2 separate regions of the Zea mays genome follow, and region 1 is linked to region 2. The links are chromatin contacts, called in public Hi-C maps. All regions are on one chromosome and are shown on one strand. The core of a region is the stretch at or near the end of the contact, and the rest is flanking DNA. Distances in the headings are between cores, read along the strand shown.

Region 1 (3,247 bases), core at 642-3,141, 150 kb before region 2:
ATAAATACATATATGTTCTATTGGTTAGATAGGTGATGTGGTTTGGAACTAACAGCCATACAACAATGATTTGAATCCTTGTTTATGTATAGTTTTAGCTTTTTTTTACCGTGTGACTGTAGAAGTAGACTGGATAAATCTGTCGCCGTCCGTTTCCTATCCTGAACAATTTGCGAGTTCAGGACTTCACGCACAGCCCTATGAGTTGCGTGTCCTTCCTTACGTCCACAATATAAAACAACAAACGAACAAAAACGAAAACAGTGAAAGGAGAAAAAAGAACCTGGAAAACTGTGAGGCCTGGTGCCTCTGGCCACATCAACTGTTCACACTTTCAAACAAAAGCCGGAAGTCGGCAGCTATTTGAACTCTAGAAACTGGAGATCTTGGAATCTTTTGCATGCGATACATGCCGCCAAATTACAGGACTGGAGCATACGGTTCCAAGTGCATGAAACGAGTAGCGTTATTTTTGTCCCTTTCATGCATTTCACTACCTGAAGCTGGGCTGACAAACACACAATACTCAAGACTCAAGAAGCACGCAATACTGCAGTGCGCGCACGCCCGCAAACAACAGAGCACCTCAAAAGCGAGGGCGGGTACGCCCTCACAGCAACAGGCCACAGCTTTTCCGCGGCCACGCGTGAAAAGGCCACGTCGGCACGTAGGCCCAGAAAAATAACGCGTGGAAATCAGCGTCCACGTCGGCTCCGGACACGCCATGATGGATGCCGACGCCCGCAGGGGTGCGGTGCGGATTCCGAGCCGGTTGGTGGTCTGGTAGCACGGCAGCAGCCAGCAGGCTCAGCCGCTCAGGTGCGCAGTGCGCTGCGGCGGGGCGGTGGCAGTGGCACGGGAGGCGTTGTTGAGCTCGAACCAGACCTGCCGGAAGACCTTGACGATGCAGTCGTGGTGCTCGTCGGCGTTGAGCGACAGGTAGCACGCCAGCAGCGTCTCCAGCTCGTCGGGACGCCCCACCATGCGCTTGCTCGCGATCATCTCCACCATGGACGCCCGGAACGCGCGATGCGGGTCCCGCGTCCGCCGCACCACCGCGAACCGCTCCAGCTCCGACACCGCCGCGGCAGGCGGCCTAGGCGAGCGCACACGCACCGTGGCCTTCGCCGAGGAGAACGACCGCCGCCCGCTGACGGCGCGCCGGCGCCGGCGCCGGCGGTTCCGTGCCGTCGTCCGCTTCTCCTCGTCCGTGTCGGAATCGGAAGGCAGTGGGGGCAGCGTCGGCGTCAGCGTCCGCACCGGCGCCGGTGTCGGCGGCGCCGCCTTCGGGTTCGGGGAGAGGGAGACGAGGTGGCCGAGGTGAGGAAGGTCGCGGTCGCCACCGACCGAGTAGTGGCGACGACTGTGGTACAGCTGCCGCGCGGTCGCGGTCGCGGCCTCGGTCCTGGCGTCATCGTTGCCCACCGAGCGGCGGCGCGGGGCGATGCCTGCCACCGTGTCCCCGCCGGTAGCGTCGTCGCGACGGCAAGGGACAATGCCGGCTGCCTCTGCGTCGGCGGCGGATGATGACGAAGAGGCCAGGCTCAGGCTGCTTCGCGACGCCGACGCGGTGCTGGGGCTGGCGGGCTTGTGGAAGCAGGACGGGAATGCGGTGGCGGCCTGAGCCGTGTTCTTCGCCGCGGACGACGTCGCATGCACGACCTTGGTAGCGGGCACGCCGTTCCTGGCCGTGAGCTTGGCAAGCCATGCCAGGGGCAAGAAGGACGAGAAGCTGGCCTTGCTCTTCCCCTTGCTCTCTTGCTCCAGTGGTTGCAGGGATTCCTTGTGCCGTTGCTTACAGCTGCTTCTAAGTCCCCACCTCATGGCTGCGCGGCCGGGCAACAACTGGGGTTCTTGACGAGTTGGCGTTTCGTAGCTTGGGCGCTTTGGCTGGCTCTTCACCTTGGAGGCTGCAGGGCAGTGTTTGAGAGGGGCTGGGATTTTAAAGTGGGAGGTTTTTGGCGGGCTCAAGGCTCATGGGGAATGTGAGGTGGTTGGTGTGGCCGTGAGCCGTCTGGGTGCTATCGGAGATTTGCAACTTTCCGTAGAACAAAACGAAAGAAAGAGATTTGCAACGCAACTTGAGTTTTGAACTGTGAAGTGGTGAGAGCTTTCTGCCACGCCACAAGAAGTAGGGGCGAAAGTGCCTGTTTCACTTTTTTTCTTTCTCGGCGCTTCTTTCTCGTGCATGCGTGCTCCTGGGCTATGGCTGATTGATTTCCGTGATTGATGCCAGTGATTTTGAAGCCCTCTGGGCAGGAAAGGAGTACAAGTGTAACAGCGTGCTGCTACTATCTCTCGCTGTTTTTTCTTCTTCTTTTTTTCTAATAGGGGGGCCATGCAGATTAAAGAACAAGTGCCGGTCGTACCGCACTGCAGCCTTGCAGGAGTATGTGCAGTGCCTGCCGGAACATGGGCCCGAGCGAGTGTGCGGGCGGATTCTGTGCTTACCAAGATCTTGGACATCGTCCCACCTAATATCAGATCAGGAGATTGGCTGTGCATGGCTGGCACTAGTTCAACTGCTTAAGATCCGGTGTGACCCGCCCGACAGACCTTTGCGTGCGTGCGTGCGTGCGTGCGCCTGCGGCCTGCGCGCATGGATTTCGCTAGGGCCATCTTTGCGTGCACGCTCCTCCAATTGCTGGTCGTGGCACTGGCACACAACGACAGACACACAAAGCACCTCCAACGAGCAACCTCACACACACACACACCCCATGGCCCATGGACCATGCATGCACACACAAAAACACCGCCACGCGCCATGCGTTTCTTCTTCTCATCCCGGAGGCGGAGGAGCTCGCGCCACCCACCGACAGACAGTCGCACAGAAGTGCAGAAGCAGCGCGCGAGTGGCAGTGGCAGACACGCGCAGCGCAGATTGGGAAATTCGGACATGTCTGCTCCCGGCTACTGTTCCCGTTATTTCTCGCTGCGCCGCCTCTGCTGGTGCGCAGCAGCGAAGCCGAAGCGAGCACCGCCTGGCCTCGCGGCTTCATTGTTTGAATCGAACGGCGTCCGGGCGTCCTGCCACCCGGCGCCTTTTCCAGTTTTCTGACCGGCGACACGACGGCGGTCCATGGTAATAGTAAAGGAGTAAAAAGTAAAAAAAAAAACCGATGGTCCTGAGCAGATGCGGCGATGCGACAAACTTCTGGGGACGGTAAGCAGTAAAAAAGACTGATCGAGGTCCGCCTGCGTGCTTCTAAAAGCTTCTGATGCGCGCGGCACGCTGTTTCTGTGA
Region 2 (3,369 bases), core at 276-2,775:
ATCTATCTCATCACTTGATATTGGTGACGAACAATCAGAATCCAGCGATACACCAATTGGAGGGTCTTAGCCAGTTTTCTCTTGAATTTCAGAATATAATGATTATTTCAATAGTCAATTCTACAGAGGGGAAGCTTCTCAATCTGCTGCACTCCAAGTTTATCCAGTTGGGCAAGATAGTAGTCTGTCGCTGCAAGGCGTAGATCCATATGTTCATAGCTGACTCGCCGACTTGGCATATTCTTTGACTTTCTCATTCCTGGTTGAAGTAAAATGAAAGCCTGACAGAAGGAAAGGGAACTGTGTGGCTGAAGTAATTGGGGAAAGTTATAGGAGTGGCAAATGCTAAAGGAGCCCGTGCGCAGCTTCTGATATGATCCCTTATTAACATGACATTACAAAGTGGTGTCACTTTTTGAACTATCAGTAGTAGGTAGTAGCAATCTCAAGGGTGAGGTTTAAATTGATTAGTTGCTTCAAAACCAGATTTTGGCTCCTCTGTGTTTGGGTTATATTTTAATTACTAGGTGAGTGCCCGTGCGTTGCAACGGAACCGAATAATAACACGATAATTTAGTACTTCCTTAGGTTTGTTTAGGTCCAGTATTATAAATATCATAATCTCTTAAACATAAAGAGGTTCTCGTAATTTTGCTACATAGGCACTTCTTCCGTCAATTTGCTACCTCTAATGTTCGAGTTTTTTTTGTCTTGTCTTGTTGCTACAACAGATTCATGTGCTGCCACAAGTGAGGATGTCAGCGCATGACACTACATCTGTAGGCAGATCTGTTCAAGTTGTACATTGACGCTGTTGGTCACATCAAACCCTGCGCAAGGAATAGTTTGGATGGAGCATTCTTCTCCCCTGTGAAGGGTGGGGTGCCATCAAGCAGCATTGAACCATCACAACCCAGTATCTTACATGATTCCTATGATTAGTAGCTGAAGAAATGTGAAGTACTAAGCATATGTGCAGATTCGATGGCACTTGCATCGATCGGCGCTATAGATTACCACATGATCCAAATGCGGTAATAGTCCCACCAAAGATTCAAACGGTTTTTTTAAATATATATATAATACCAAAAAAACTGCCTTCCGGTGGCTAATTCGAATCAATATAACGAAGTAACTGAAGGGAGAGAAGTTTCAGATAAATAAACCTTTATTTCAAGGCGAGGTATCATATGTGCTAGAGCAGCCCGGATGCAGATACCCCAAACGAGATGCTTACCGTGAAAGCACGACGCATCCCAATCTTTGGAGATTTGAAGAATCCCCGGCCTCCAAGAAATCAAGAATCAGCAGGAAATCTGTTTCGCTCGCTCACTCACCAAGTTTATCTTGGTCCCCTCCTGGCCGGGAAGATATCGGTCAAATATAATGATATCTATAATGCTATTGTATTATATGTTGGTAATAAGTCGTGTCAGAGTGGGGAAGAAAAAAAAAGAGTCGCTAGCTGGCAGGAATGTTAGTTGAGTTTTCGTTTTCTTTTAATAATGAAGACGAAATATCCGTTGAGCTGAAACTGGCAGAGCAGCCTGCCCTGCCTGAAGCCACAAGCGGCCTGGAAAACCAGAAGCCGAGCCACCAGGAACGAAGACAAAACAGACAGAAACAGAAGGCGGGGGCCTCCCATTTGGTTCCCCTCCCTCCCCGTTCCCAGGCTTCCAGTGGGCAGGGCAGCCACTGGTTCCACTCGCCCGTTCAGCTATAAGTTAGTCGAGACAGGGCCTTGCACTCAGACTCATCAGTTCAATTCAATCCAATCCAATCCCACCCTTCCCCGCCCCTTCCAAGAACTTCAATCGTCCAACAAAAGCAGGAGTCGCATCCCAGATCCCCCCGCATCAGAGACAGGCAGGGAGGGAACCGAGATCCTCCGTCCGAGTCGATGGAGTCAACGGTGGAGCGGATAAGCTCGTCGGTGCAGTCCTGGGTGAAGGACCACGAGCTCGCAGCCATCGGTGAGTCAGTCTCAGCCTTTGTTGCGGATCCACCACTGCTGCTTAGTGTTCCGTTTCCGTTCTTGAAGACGATGATCTTCTGCTGAAACTGAAACCGCTAGCTGTCTGCCTGTCTATGTGCGCGCGCACGCCCAGGAGGCGTGTGGGCTGCGGCGGTGGGCGCTTCGGTGGCGTACAGCCGGAGGAAGGCGCCGCAGCACTCCTGCACAGAGCTCGGCAGCACTCCCGCATAGAGCCAGCGCGGGATCCGCGGCGGGGGCGAGATCCGGGGCGGGGGCGGCGGGGGACGGTGCCTCGGTCGTGGGGGAGGGGCACGACGGGGGCTAGCGAGCTGCTTTCATGCGCGCGCGTGGGAGGGTGCGGGGTCAGGCGGGGGCAACCAGGGTGTGGACGGGTGTGGACGCTGACGCTACTATCTTAATAGAGTAGTATAGATATGAAATGTGGATTTTTTAACCTTAGCTATTTGCAATGTTCAAGGACAATGTCTAATTACGACCTACTTTTTTGGATTGCTTTTAATTACAACCATCTGAGATGGACTCTTGAACAGGTTTTCATCTACAGCAAAATAATCGACATAATAGATAAATATGGGCTACAAGTACATGACTCCATTAAAGATAGTGAGGCAAGCATCTAACACACTATTCATGCCTCAAATCAACAATTAGTAACTTGAGACCCACATTAGCATGCTCGTTTTTGAACCACTGCATGCGCTTCCAACATCGAGTGCATACTGTTGGCGCCTAGTAAACTATAGTATAGCTGAAATATGGGTTAGTACACGCCATTATAGTTTTGTTGTTTTTGAAGCACGCTGCACACCATAACTATTCGTGAAACTATATCAGTGCCATTATAATTCTCGCGAAAGCTGAAAATGCCATTATATACGTCTGCTGAAAATGCCATTATATAAGACGATGGAGTTGCCTATTTCACCATACATGAATCCGTCTGGGCATATCATGTACTCCTACCTGGCAATGGGATGGCGAGAATGTCGCCTGGCGCGGCGACGGGACTCCCCATGGCATTGACATTCATGACATCCGTGACGGTGGTCTCGTAGCTTGCAGCGATGGCGGGCACGGTGTCCCCGACCTGCACGACGTAGGAGAGGTACACCGCGGGGAGGTTGTTGTCGGATGAGTTGAAGCAGACGCATGGCAGCGGAATGGCGAGCTTCTGGCCGGCGTCCAGCGGCGCGTCGGGGTCGGCGGAGGTGAGGCCGTTCTCGTTGCGGATCTGGTCGGAGGAGGCGAGCCCCGCAAAGACGACGTCGGAGACGGTGGCGAGCGTGTCGGCCGGGCGCGCGGCGTAGCGGACGGAGACGGACTTGCGGACGCCGTCGGCGCAGGAGCAGCGGGTGGGCACGCGCACGAAGAGG

Evidence for each region. Hi-C and Micro-C count contacts between places; a contact is called where the count stands out from the background.
Region 1: a Hi-C map of bundle sheath shows a contact between it and region 2, with 4 times the contacts expected there. The contact joins the promoter of LOC100383186 here to the promoter of LOC118476738 in region 2. A contact is called at or near these places in 5 of 25 Hi-C or Micro-C datasets (bundle sheath, ear, leaf and 2 more).

What each region holds. Positions count from the first base shown.
Region 1 is chr3:203,213,862-203,217,108 of Zm-B73-REFERENCE-NAM-5.0, reverse strand. It overlaps LOC100383186, which reads right to left and starts at 1,891. Exons shown (of 1, transcript NM_001175849.1): 1 at 366-1,891. The coding sequence starts at 1,824. The coding sequence ends at 808.
Region 2 is chr3:203,064,796-203,068,164 of Zm-B73-REFERENCE-NAM-5.0, reverse strand. LOC118476738 reads left to right here and starts at 1,525. Exons shown (of 2, transcript XM_035966411.1): 1 at 1,525-1,973; 2 at 2,075-2,495. The coding sequence starts at 1,901. The coding sequence ends at 2,394. It overlaps LOC103651208 (probable alpha,alpha-trehalose-phosphate synthase [UDP-forming] 7), which reads left to right. Exons shown (of 3, transcript NM_001301547.1): 3 at 1-292. The coding sequence ends at 70. LOC100283972 reads right to left here. Exons shown (of 1, transcript XM_034059761.2): 1 at 2,811-3,369. The coding sequence ends at 2,946.